Regions from separate parts of the Hordeum vulgare genome. Here region 1 is linked to region 2. Evidence: chromatin contacts called from public Hi-C data. All regions are on one chromosome and are shown on one strand. Each heading gives the region's core, a stretch centred on a gene start, on an enhancer-like site or on the middle of the called end of the contact. The rest is flanking DNA. Distances are from core to core; before and after follow the strand shown. Region 1 holds the start of LOC123434039 (trihelix transcription factor GTL1-like). Region 2 has its middle 180 kb from the start of LOC123434023.

What was found. Hi-C and Micro-C count contacts between places; a contact is called where the count stands out from the background.
Region 1: a Hi-C map of leaf shows a contact between it and region 2, with 4 times the contacts expected there. The contact joins the promoter of LOC123434039 here to the enhancer-like site in region 2. A contact is called at or near these places in 3 of 6 Hi-C or Micro-C datasets (leaf and seedling) and 1 of 1 datasets of contacts at active chromatin or transcription factors (embryo).

What each region holds. Positions count from the first base shown.
Region 1 is chr1H:327,910,762-327,917,058 of MorexV3_pseudomolecules_assembly, forward strand. LOC123434039 (trihelix transcription factor GTL1-like) reads left to right here and starts at 3,037. Exons shown (of 3, transcript XM_045115489.1): 1 at 3,037-3,602; 2 at 4,292-5,975; 3 at 6,086-6,297. The coding sequence starts at 3,211. LOC123434055 (a long non-coding RNA gene) reads right to left here and starts at 3,125. Exons shown (of 2, transcript XR_006625353.1): 1 at 3,085-3,125; 2 at 2,839-3,043.
Region 2 is chr1H:327,426,004-327,432,850 of MorexV3_pseudomolecules_assembly, forward strand. No RefSeq gene overlaps it. Among protein-coding and RNA genes, the nearest start is that of LOC123434023, 180 kb to the left of the region's middle. Within about 2 kb of position 2,213, at least 3 of the 3 cell types and tissues checked have open chromatin away from gene starts, as enhancers often do. A contact at or near this core is called in leaf and seedling, where this site is marked.

The DNA of each region.
Region 1 (6,297 bases), core at 1,787-4,286, 490 kb after region 2:
TATTTTTTTAAAATCAAATACCATATATGGTTAATTATTATTTTTAAATCAAATACCATAGTTCTCCTTAATGATGAGGTCATTCCTACAATTGTTACATCCACAAACCTTTGCCCTTACACATGTTCAAGTATATGAAAAATAAGGACAAGCCACTAGAGCTCTCGCATGCCGATTAAATTACCCGATGCTTCTATTTCTAGAGACTACTTCCAATGATGAATATGATGTTTTCCAAATTAGATGAGTTTGTATTGCATGCGTCAACTATTCGTAGAACAAAATTATGCTGAAATGCATGCATGTGCCACCTTACATACGTGTTACAAGCAAATGGGTGACCAAACAAGTGACACAACACACATAACCAAGTACTGCACACAGAGAACACCCGTATTTATAGAGTTCGGTGGCAAGCATGCATGTCGTCACAAACAAAGAGCCGATCGATGATGAATCCAACTTTATATGCAGGTCGCTTCGCTTTTGACTTTACATAGCATCCATCTTCTACAAGTCACGCTAACTTGGATTTATAGTCCAACGATATTGCTAGATGCTTGTACTATATATATATATATATATATATATATATAACACGGGAGCGACAAACTAGTAATTTAGTACGTCATGTATTGCATATCTTTAGGATATATAGTGAATAAGAGATGCTATACTCAATGTTGTTTTGCCTATTATACGCACATTGAAAATGAGTCGCCGCTAAAGTTTCAATCATATATATACATATATCTATATTTATGAAGACGGATGGATAGATAGAGTGACGCGCTATGGATCAGTTTTTTTTACGCTTAAAATAAAGTCGTCTCCTTTTCAGTTTTTTCCATAAGCCATCTATCTCATTCAATGTGGGTTCTGAATTAGCTATGACATATCCAATTAAAAGCCTCAACTGATTTATGAAGCGATTTATTTTTTAAGTTGGAAAGAGACAGCTTATTTTTTAAGCCGCATAAAAAAACTGGGCCAATTTTTGCATTGATGCATGTAGTATGATCAATACCAGGATAGAAAGTACAGCTTCATTAGAACCAATTCATTCAAAATATTCATTCAATGGCTCATAGATAAACTGGACACTCACAACTAGCACAAAATTTAAGCTAAAAGTTGACACTTGCAAATATTTTAACGCAATGCATGAAATGATATGTGTCATTTGCCGTAATACAACATACATTGTGTCTGTATTTAAGATGTGATCAAATATTTTAACATGTTGCACATCTTTTATTGCTAGTATACTGAAACCAGTGGCATATACTTATCATGTTTTTGGCTCAATAATGTTAGTATGTACTATCATTTATTCGCTTTGATGTGGTCAATTAAAAAGATACAGTGAAATACATATGTGGATGGTATTTTTGTGCAGGACTCCAACCCTAACCATCAAATCTCATGTAAATGCTAAATGCATATGTATATGTGCTAGACAGGATTTTCTTTTTTCGGATACAAACAGCCCGTGACTGTTCTCCACTTCAACTCACTGCCCCATATACATTTCTAAAAACGCATTTCCATGTGAAAATAAATGCCATCCTGCCCATACATATACATTAACTTAAGCAGGGAAAAATAATAATCGAGGTGGTTAACTTAATTAATCGGTCAGATTTTTTTGCCTAATCATTAAAAGGGGCCACATGGCCATTTATTACCTGGAAAGGGAGGGATTAACCCACAACATGCCAATGCATGGCCATTTTTATACTCCTCCGCCTTCTCCGCGCACAGGCGTATTCTCCAGCCGAAACGCATGACGCGTGGGTCAAGCAAAGTTACGGGCCCGCAGCTCAGTGGCGTCTGCGCGCGGTGCACCGCGTCGGTGTTGCCTGGGCGGGTGGTGATGGGGGGGTCCGCGTTAATCGCCGGGGCACGTTCTGCGCCTCTTTCGCTCTCCGCGCGGGCCCACGGCACAGCTGTTATAATGTGGTCTTGTCTGCTCCTTCTCTCACTCCTCGTCCTAGTACCTTTTCTTTTCTTTTCTCTCTCTCCCCCGTTTCTCCTAACTAATTTTGTTCTCTCATGCATACAGCTTTTTCTTTGGCTTTTGAGGCCAAATTTATGTTTTTTTGTCAATACCAAATTTACGTTTCTTTTGTAAAAAATACCACTGCAGAAAAGAGAAGAAAAACTCACTGTAATGAATTGTTTCACTGCAACAGTCGCTTCTAACCCTCAAAATTAGGTGCATCGAAAAGTTGTGATAACAGAGGCTGTACTAGCTAGGAGGAATACGAGTGTAAAGTTACTGGTAGCTAAGAAAGGTTAATCCGATGGATAATACTGTATATGACTAAGATATATTGTATGGGAGAAATGACTAAGATGACCACAGAATCCAACATATTCCTCCATGGGGATTGAGGTAGGGGGAGTTTTGTAGATGGGTATTTGTGCTCCCCTCCCTTTCATCACAAGCCTCTCTCTCTCCTCTCCTCTCATCTCCTCTCCATGCCGCTCACATGTTTCTCTCTCTACCATACCATTGCCCGGCACTCCTCTCCCTCTCCTCCGTCCTTTGGGTTTTTAACTAGCTGTAGGGGCATTAGTCAGGGAGGGAGGTAAAGCCACCCTGACAGCGCAGCATCCCGTTTGTTTTATCTCCCGCATCATCCCCCTCATCATCGTCTGCACACAACAAACAGCCATCTCTCCTTGCACTCAACATTTCACTCCTCAACACCCCTCTCTCTCTCTCTCTCTCTCTCTCTCTCTCTCTCTTTCCTTCACAGCTATCATATTCTCGTCCCCTCTCTCTCCTCCATCCACCCTATTATTTATTGCAGGCTTACTGAAGGTATCTTATTTCTTTTTTCCTCTCCGTCTTCTTTCTTCCTCCTCCCCTCCCCTCTCCCTTGCAGGGCTAGTATTTTTCTTGTGCCAGGCTTCCTGTACTAGCGCTCCTCTATTCCTCTTCTTCATCTTCATCCCTCACCTGCCTACCACCTCATCTCTGTTCCTTTCCCTTTTTCCCCACTCCTTCTCTCTCTCTCTCTCTCTCTCTCTCTCTCTGTGCTCTTTCTGCTTGTCCTGGCCTCCCATCTTTTTCACCTCTCTCTCTCTCTCTCTCTCTCTCTCTCTCTCTCTCTCTCTCATGTACTGATCATTCAGTCGCCTCCATTCCCTATGCGCCTGTGGTAAAGCTCGGTCGGCGACGTGCACCCAGTGTGTACTAGCATGCAGCAGCAGCAGCAGCAGGGTGGAGGCCCGGGCCAGCAGTTCGGCTTGCATCCCCCAGAGATGCCGCCATTCTCGCCGTCTAGGAGCACCGGCCAGCAGCGGATCTCCATGGCCGAGGCGCCCTCGCCCATCAGCAGCCGCCCGCCGGCGCCAGGGCCGCCGCAGCAGCAGCAACAGCTCAACAACGAGCTAGCAGGTGCCGGCGCTGTGGGCTTCGACGAAGAGGCACTCGCCGCGGCAGCGGCCGGCGAGGAAGGCTTGGGCGGCGGCGCTGGAGGAAACCGGTGGCCGCGGCAGGAGACCCTGGCGCTGCTCAAGATCCGGTCGGACATGGACGCCGCGTTCCGGGACGCCACCTTCAAGGGCCCACTCTGGGAAGAGGTCTCCAGGTAAATTACAGCCCACTAATTGACCTCTGCCAGGCAATTGCGCGCGCCGTCGCCGGCGTCGCCGTCCGTCGAGGCCGGAAATTGCCGTCGGCGTAATGCCGCATGAAATCTCGGCGCCGGCGTGGTGTGATTCCCGTCAGCCGCGGCTGTTCAATTACCCGCTAAAAAACACTTCTTTTTTACACTTTTGCCTTAACTATCCTTCACGAGCACAGTGACTTTTTTCCATTTTAAAATCATATCGCTCTCCTTCCCCACCTTTCCCTGATTTTTTTTGTCCAACCATCCCTTCGACATGAGAGGTACTACTCCGGTAAGCTTCAGATCCGGGGGGCATCTATCCCGGAGACGCTGTCTTTTACTCTGGCCCTCTGAATTTCTGCACACAAAAGTTGGATTTTTATTCCCGATTTAATTTACTTTGCATTCTTCTTGGGATTTGCCATTCTTGCTAGTGCTGCATGTATGCATATGCCTTTCTAGTATATCTTTTGCATTTGGGTGCCCAAATCGAGTAAAATTCTACTAGTACATGCATGCAGCTTTTGTGTGAGGGTTACGGTTTACTTGCATGATGTGTGAGTTCGTATGTGTGCAATTGTGGTTGTAGAGTAGAGCTCCATTGACGAGGTTTTTTTCGCTTTGTGCCGCTGATGCTCATGATGATTGGTGTTGGTGGTGGTTGGCAGGAAGCTGGCCGAGGAGGGGTACAGGCGGAACGCCAAGAAGTGCAAGGAGAAGTTCGAGAACGTTCACAAGTACTACAAGCGCACCAAGGACAGCCGCGCCGGCCGCAACGACGGCAAAGCTTACCGCTTCTTCCGACAGCTCGAGGCGCTGCACGGCACGCCCGGAGCGACGCCGGCTCCGATGGCGTCGGCCCCGCCGCCGGCCACAGCCGTTGGAGTACCTGGGGTGGTGGGCCCCACAGCCGTACGGCCCCTCGCCGAGCCCCCGCCTCTTGGTGCCTCGGCCGCCGCTACGGCAGGCCTGCCGACGCCGGTGGTAGTGGGCAACATGAGCTTCTCAACGTCCAACACGGAGGAGTACTCGGACGAGGACGACTCTTCCGACGACGAGGGCACGGACGACATGGGTGGCGGCGCCGACGAGCGAGGGAAGAGGAAGAGGACGTCGGAGGGTGGCGCCGCGGCCGCTACTGGCGGCGAGGCCGGGAGCGGGAAGATGATGAGGTTCTTCGAGGGGCTGATGAAGCAGGTGATGGAGCGTCAGGAGGCGATGCAGCAGCGATTCCTGGAGGCCATCGAGAAGCGGGAGCAGGACCGCATGATCCGCGAGGAGGCGTGGCGGAGGCAGGAGATGGCGCGCCTCGCGCGCGAGCAGGAGATCCTCGCGCAGGAGCGCGCCATGGCTGCTACCCGCGACGCCGCCGTTCTCTCCTTCATACAGAAGATCACCGGGCAGACTATCCCCATGCCCTCCATCGCCGCGCAGGCCATCACATTCATGCCACCGCCACCACCATCGCAGCCTCACGCCTCACCCATAGCATACTCCGCCGCGCCAGTTCCTCCACCGCCGTCGTCTTCGCAGCCACCTGCCACGCACTCGCAGCCTCAACCCTCGCCACGGCAGCATAAGCCGCCAACAATGCCGCCCGTGACTCCGCAGCCGCACAAGTCGCCGGCTCCAGCGACGCCACAGCTACAGCAGCAAGCGCCGGCCGTGAATTCAAGCTGCATGGACATCGTCGTGACGCCATCCGAAGCGCCGCACGATTCGTCGGGGTACGACGGGTCCGGTGGCGGCAGCGGACCGGCATCGTCGCGGTGGCCCAAGACGGAGGTGCACGCGCTGATCCAACTCCGGAGCAACCTGGACATGAGGTACCAAGAGGCCGGGCCGAAGGGACCGCTCTGGGAAGAGATCTCCGCCGGCATGCGTCGGATGGGCTACAACCGGAGCTCCAAGCGGTGCAAGGAGAAGTGGGAGAACATCAACAAGTACTTCAAGAAGGTGAAGGAGAGCAACAAGAAGCGGCCCGAGGACTCCAAGACGTGCCCCTACTTCCACCAGCTCGAGGCGCTCTACCGCAACAAGGCGGCGCTCAGCTCCCCATCCGGCGCCGGCAGCCCACTGTCTTTGCCGCCGCCAGCAGAGCACGCCAATGCAGCTCCCCAGGACCGCATCGAGGCGTTCACCGTCGCGGCGCCGATCTCGCAGACGTCTCCACAGCAGCACGCCGTGGCACCTGTGGGGGTGGCCAAGACTGACGCCAGCAACGCCGGGAACGGCAACAGTAATGGCGGCAACGCGTCGGAAGGAGTCTCCGGGGGAGTGCAAAGGGTGGCGAGCAACGGCGGCAGCAGGTTCGTCTTCAGCGAAGCAGGCGGCAACAAGGCGGCGAAAAAGGTAATGTGCATTCTGGATGTGGCCGTAGCCAATTGGCACGTACATGTGGTACCCTGCTGTTCGTTTCTTCCGTGATCCAATGCTGATTGCATAACACTGCGCATTTAAAGCTAGAAGGCATTATGAAGGAGACGACGACGATGGAGCAGAGGCAGCCACAGCCGCAACCGCAACCGCAGCCGCAGCCGCAGGCGGCGCAGCAGGCGTTGCTCAACAGCTACAACCGTACGGGCGGCGGCGGCGCCGACAGCGATAACATGGACGAGGACGACGAGGACGAGGACGACTACGAGGATGAGGACGAGGAGGACGACCTCGACGG
Region 2 (6,847 bases), core at 963-3,462:
TAAGTGATTAATTGGACGAATTCTTGAAAAGTGTACACAATGAAATCATTGTACAACTGCATGTGAGTTTTTCAATCATACATATCATGATGAAATTTGGTGAACTGTGCAAACGTTGCCGCTCCTCCATGTTAAGGCACAACATTGTCACCCTGAAACTGAGACCCATGATCATATAGATGTTTTGGACGCTCATCCTCTATGATCATATTTTGCATGATCACACAAGCTGTCATCACCCCTCGTAACTTTTTGATGCTCCAAGTTCTATCAGGATACCGAGCGATGCCCCATTGAGATTGAAGAACGCCAAAGGCATACTCTACAACCTTTCTACCACTCTCTTGCTCTTGGAAAAATCTCCTTCTCTTCTCTCCTACACGGTTGTTAATTGTCTTGACAATGATAAGAGTAGTCCACTATGGATAGATACTGTCAGCTATATAGTATCAATTGTTGTATCGGTGGTCATTGATCTCAACATTAACCTCCGGAAAATTGCATTCTTCCATCCTAGCAAACACCGGAGAGCGTTGGAGCACATTGATATCGTTGTGATATCTGGCCATTTCAAAGAAAGAGTGTTAAATCCAGTGATCTTGGGAAGCAACGACCACAAATATGACAGTGCAAGCTCAGACATGGCCCTTATACTGGCCTTGCCAAGCAGAGGACATTTTTTTCACTTCCAGTACATACAATCTATGCTATGAAGCATCACCGGGAACCCCTTGCTAGCATTCATCGCCATCAACCGTGCTGTATCAGCAAGAGTTGTCTCTCTCAAGTACTCTGGCTCAAACACAACTATGCCAGCCTTGCAAAACCTATACATGGACTTCAAGCATGTGGACTCACTCATCCGGACATACCCATTAATGAAATCACCGGGAACTCCGTATACAAGCATCCGAATGACAGCAGTGCATTTCTGATAAGAAGAGAAGTCAATCTTTCCAAGGGCATCCGTCTTGCACTCGAAATAGTTATCGTACCCCACCACCCCTTCCGAATACTGTTGAACACATGTCTAGCCATACAGAAACGGCGTCGGAACATGTGATGTTTAAAGAGCGGATTTGGGGTCTTGAAGTAGTCGTTCCAAAGTAGGAAATGACCACTCTCCCTGTTACGATTGAGTGTCGACGTGTGCCCTGGTATCGTGCCCCTAAACTGCGGACGCTTCATACTTAGGTGGTTGTGGACAACCAACGCAGCTACGACGACCTCCCCATCATCAGATGAAGAATCATCTGAATCACACAGAGTGTTATAGAAAAAAAATCATTATCAGAGTCCATTTATACCTTACGGGCAAATCGTCGAACATCTTACGGGTGTCGTGGAAGAAGCCGACCAATGAAGAACCTTGCGCTCCACCACAAGGTAGCGGAGCTGGGCGATGACAACAGAAGATGAAGCCGTCAGGAGGGTGACCTATCTATGGACAGATGGTTGCTAGTGTCGATGAAAGTGGACGGCGACGGTGGAATGTGAGACGGACGAGTGAGTTGAAGACGAAGGGAGAAAAAGGAGACTAACCGATGTGCCATCGATGATCGGGCCACGGAGAAGAAAAGGGTGGACGTCGGAGATGTCTATCCTATGTTCGCGTCGATGTAAATACGATCCAAATTTAAGTCTGAAACGAATCGCGTACAGAGAAAAAGATCATGTGTTCGTTTGAATCGTTGTTTGGCCGAATTTTATGTCTGCGACAATTAAAACGAACACGCGTGAATGATATGATTCGCCCCATTAATGTCGCTCTAAGTAATTTCAGAACACGGATTCAGCAAGCAAAGTGGCTCGTTTTCACAGCGTTGCGTACAGAGACCAACCTAGGCGTGCACCTGAAGACCTGGTATTTTTCCACGCTCCAGTCCTGCGGTACTTACCACGAGGAGACCATATTTTAATTACCTACTGCCGCAGCAACCAACCATACCAAAACGTGCCGCTGTTCATCTTTGACTCCGGACAAGCCGACTGCAGAGTGCAGAGTCCACACATGTCAAAACTAAACATAGTCCCCCTCAAAAAAAAAAAAAAAAAAAAAAAAACTAAACATAGTCGTAGCCACAAGTAAACGACAACGCCAGTCCGGACCCGTCCATCGATCTGGCCACTTTTGCTTGCGTGAAGCGATACGTTTGGCGCGGATCGACCAGGGACTTCCGGCACTCATCACCTCTCTCAGAAACATACTCGTGCAACGGTGGCACAAGGGGGAATTCTTGATGGCGGCAGGTGGTTACGTCCTTGCTTGGCACTTGGGCACTTTTAATACCAGCCGCACTATTAGAAACGTACAACAGGTCAGGTCCAGACCCCGTTCTAGAGAACTGAACCATAACCAACCTCACATCTCATGTGACCTGCACTTGTTATGGTACCGTCTTCCGTCTAAAATGTTTCAGGCTCAAGTGCTGAGACAACAAAGTCACCCAGAAGCTCCATGATTTCCACCTTGGATGTGAAGCTTTGGCCTTCTGTCACACATCACAATGTGACGGTAAGACGTTCAGAGATGGACCAATCGCGTCTCTGTAACAGGTGTCTGAGATACCGAGGCACAGATCTCTCGGCATCAGTCTCCTTCACCTGTCAATCTCCCTCTACGTGAGAAAGGAAAATAAATGACTTCCTTTTCTGAGGCTCGTGCGTTCAGGAGGCCGCGTGGTCGTAGACTCACGGCCGTTCTTTTCCTGCTTTTAGTCGTGCCGTGATACAGTAAAAACTGGTCCTTGCCGCGCCTGATGCTTGGCCTGGGAAGAGCCACATGTGTGGCGGCTGATCAAGGCTGAGCCCAGCTGAGCTATCCGTGCTGCCCAGAAGGTGGCAAATAGTGATTGATGCTGCCATTGGCACGAGAAGGAGGCATCTAGGAGTAGTGACTAAGCGGTGAAAGGCGATCGTGACCGTGCACGCAGCTAAGAGCAACAAACGTCATTTTGTTCGTTTGGCTCGACCCAGCATATACCAATGTCCGCTTCATCGTTTGAATCGAAGCAAGCGGCCATCGCTTGCCCGACCCATTTTTATCAACGTGTAAAAATATATTTAAAATATTTGCAAAAATAATAAATATGTGTAATTAAACATAAAAAGCCAGCCACGAAGGCCTGCGAAAGTCCACGCGTCCGCATTACATTAATTAAAAGAGAGTAAAACTACGAGGCAGCCCTAGGCGGCGGCGGCGATCCGTGAGGTCGACCAGCGTAGGCGCAGGGCCAGCCCAAGGAAACGCCGTGTTCCAGAGAGCAGCTGCCTGCTCCTCCGTAGTCTGTCCCGCCGACGCGGGCTGTGCTGGTGGCGGTGGCAGCACAGCAGCACGGGGGCGCTCCTCCTCCTTCATCTTCCATCGTTCCTCCTCCGCCTCCTTCTCCAGCTCCATCAGCCGAAGGCCTTCAGCGCGCTCCGCCTGCAAGTATGCCGTCCTCCAGTGCTCGAGGTAGGCTTGCTCCTGCTGTGGTGTCGCGCCTAGCCAGATGGGCGGCGCACTCGCAAACTCGCGGATGCAGCTGGTCCACTGGTAGACCTCCCACGGCTCTGTGGGCTCGGGCTTCGGCGGAGGTGGCACGACACAGTCCCCGGCGGCCGACAACGCGATAGCCTCCGCGAGCTGTTGCTGGTACGCCGCCTCCTCACTACTAGGGAAAACCCTAGGAGTCGTGCGGGTTTTTGAACTATCAGTAGCGCGGGTGTCCGCGCTACTGCTACGGCGCTACATCTAACCGTTTGCCCAGCGCTACTGCTAAAGTTTAGAAGTAGCGGCCCTTAGACATCGCTACTGCTAAGTGAGTTATCAGTGTCGTGCTTTTCTAACCCACGCCACTAGTAAACGCACATATATATATATATATATATATAATATTTACACACGGTTACACATATTAATATACAACATCAATAATTATTGTGCCAGCAACTACATTTAGATTAAAGTGGATGGATGCAAGTGATCAAGTTGAATTAGAGGAAATATGATGTTGCGATCAAGTTGAATTAGAGGAAATATGATGTTGCGATCGCAACATCATATTTCCTCTAATTCAACTTGATCACTTGCATCCATCCACTTTAATCAAATATTAAGGACAGTAAAACTGAGTCTAAACCAAGTCCTCTCAGCGATCATCGTTTTTACCGTCCATTTTCATGATCTGAACATTACTGGTCGTTGGATCTCCTGTTTAAAGCGATATGTCCCACATCTAGGAATAACTGGACTGACTGTCCGGTGGGCTGCTGCTCCACAGGCCGAAATGGATCCCTACAGTTAACTAGGCTGTAGGCCAGCCCATTACAGCCCAGGCGTCTCGGTGAAGGAGATCCACTCGTCCAGTTCGCTAAAGAGGTCCATCGACTAGGGTTACATAGCTAGGATCGACCGGTGAGTGTTCAGTCCCGATGCGTGGAGTCGATTGGATCGACCGGAGGTGCGGGATCGAAGCATGGCGCCCATGCGCTTCGGTGAAGGAGGCCCGGTGGTTCCTCACATGGCGACCAACGCGGTTGGGCGGATGGTCTCGTTGGGCGACGCCACCATGCGGTCACCGGGCAGCGGACCGTCCCATGTCGATTCGCCTTCAATTGTCAGCGAGAATCAGTTCTTAGTTGCAGCGGACCATTAACTGCAATCGATGAGGCGCACTCACTGGTGGCCAATTACTGGGGGTCAGTTACAAATACAATTCAATTGCGTCCATTTAGTCTCCATTTTTCAGCTTCGCTTTCCACATTGCCCTCAATCCGTCATTACTTGCGCAAATATTTTGCCGGCAACCATGGTTGAGACTAATGTCGATAATTAGTCCCTCCGCCCTTCTACAAGTGTGTTCCCTTGTTGGTACCTACACCCTCCCCAAAATTATGCATGGCTTTTTTTCAATCGATGTTGTTCTATGTGCTCCCAAATGAATGCAGGCTCCATTGAGTTCCACAGGATTCACAGGATTGGCTCATTCTGCTATGCTGAAACCTTGCAACGTGAGGCACTGCTTTCTCCTTTAACCGTTCTTGTCTGAGAGTATTATTCATGAATATCTTCATCTTGCAATTTCTTAACTGGCTAATTTTGAAATTATTTGTTGTCGTCTAATATTCTTTCACAAAGTGCATAGTTCACTTAGAGAAAAAAATAATGTTTTCTCCTTCTCTATTGTAAATAAAGCAGATGCACTCAAATTTACAATTGTGATTTTCCAGCAATCGTGATATATGCTATGGACGGGTGTGTTTTGTGACAACATAATTCAAAATGAATGTGTATACTCTTGGAGGATGAATTCAAGCTTGGTACTGCTTGGTTCACTACTTCTGTAGGGGTTGTCTTCTACCTTCCAGCAGATTCTGTGAAGCTGCAATGGCTCATGGACAGGTTATTATCCGTGCACTATTATGCCTCACGTTAATTAACTTGCGGCATAATTGCATATGTTGGTATTCCGGGTCTATATGCGGAACTGCCTGCTCTACTGCACGACATCGCTAAGTCGCCAATCCGTTATTGATTTAGACAACCTCCACAAAGGGGAGTGAGAGGAGTCAAACAATTGGTCTACTGGTGAACTTGACAGTTAGTGTTTTTTATGGCTGAGGCATTTAATTTCAGTGCTAAGGTTCTTCCGTTTGGTAGTTGTTCATTGTGGTTCTCTCATTCCCCTAAATTTTGGTAATTGTCAGATTTTTTTTTTCCGTTTGCAGGTGGCCAGCGCTTGTCTTCCTGTAGAGATCCAGAAGAAGCGGAGCTAGCAGCTGTTTTGCATGGTTTATCTGAACTGAAGAAGTACTACGACTGGGTCACGGACAAATGGTATCTCATGAAACAGTGCAGGAAGATTTCCATCCATGCCTTGAAAAAGATCAGCAACAAGATGGCGCATGAACTAGCAGCTCTAGCTAGAAGAAACGGTGACCACAATAAAACAGGATATGTACCCTCTCCCTTAAGGATGTTACTTAAGGAGGATTGTAAAACCTATTTTGTGGTAATGTAATGGCTTGCTGAGCCTTTTCTCAAAAAAAAGTTGATTGAAAGCAAAGAGATTTAGAGTAAGAGGCTTTTATTTTACACTCAAGACAACAACACAGTAACATTTCTTCTCACTCCAATATTTAAGAATGAATTGGATAATATAGTCACCACATTTTTTCCTAAATTTTGGTAAATTTTGAATTTCAAGTAAGTTAGAAGTCAGCTATCTGCCTCTCCTCTGTGTTCAAGTACTCTTGTAGGTTAGGGCATTTGCAGTGCTACATGGGTGAGCATACCTTGTGTACAGATTTTTACTCAAGCTGCATCACGCCTTATATCTCTCGTGTCATTTCATTTATACTCCTACATAACTATCTGTTATAAAAACAATTATAACCTGTAGGGATGTTGCCGCAATATGCATATTTTTTTTTATGTTTGATTGACTTCAAACCAAAGTTTTCCCTCCATTTCATTTATATATTCCTTTAACCAGTAGTGACGACTTCATTGTATTTCCACAGGATGGTAGTTGATTTCACTAGAGATACTACAAAAAAAATTGGATTCCAGTGTTTTCACCATATTATGTTGATATGCACCTGGCGTGCTTTCTCTCCAATTTATGCTTTGGTGTTAGACATTATATGCTGGTCACATAATAATTGAGAAAAGTAGCATATTTTCTGTACAATTATTTTTTTGTCATTTGTTATCACTAGCGTGTTGCCAGTTTACCATGGATCATGCTACTAGCATTATTGTATTGGCCAGTGGCCACTATTTATTTATGCATCTATTCAAGGAATATTGTACCTTCCATATTTTTTCATGTATTTGTACTCTGTTTTTACAAAAAATCCTACC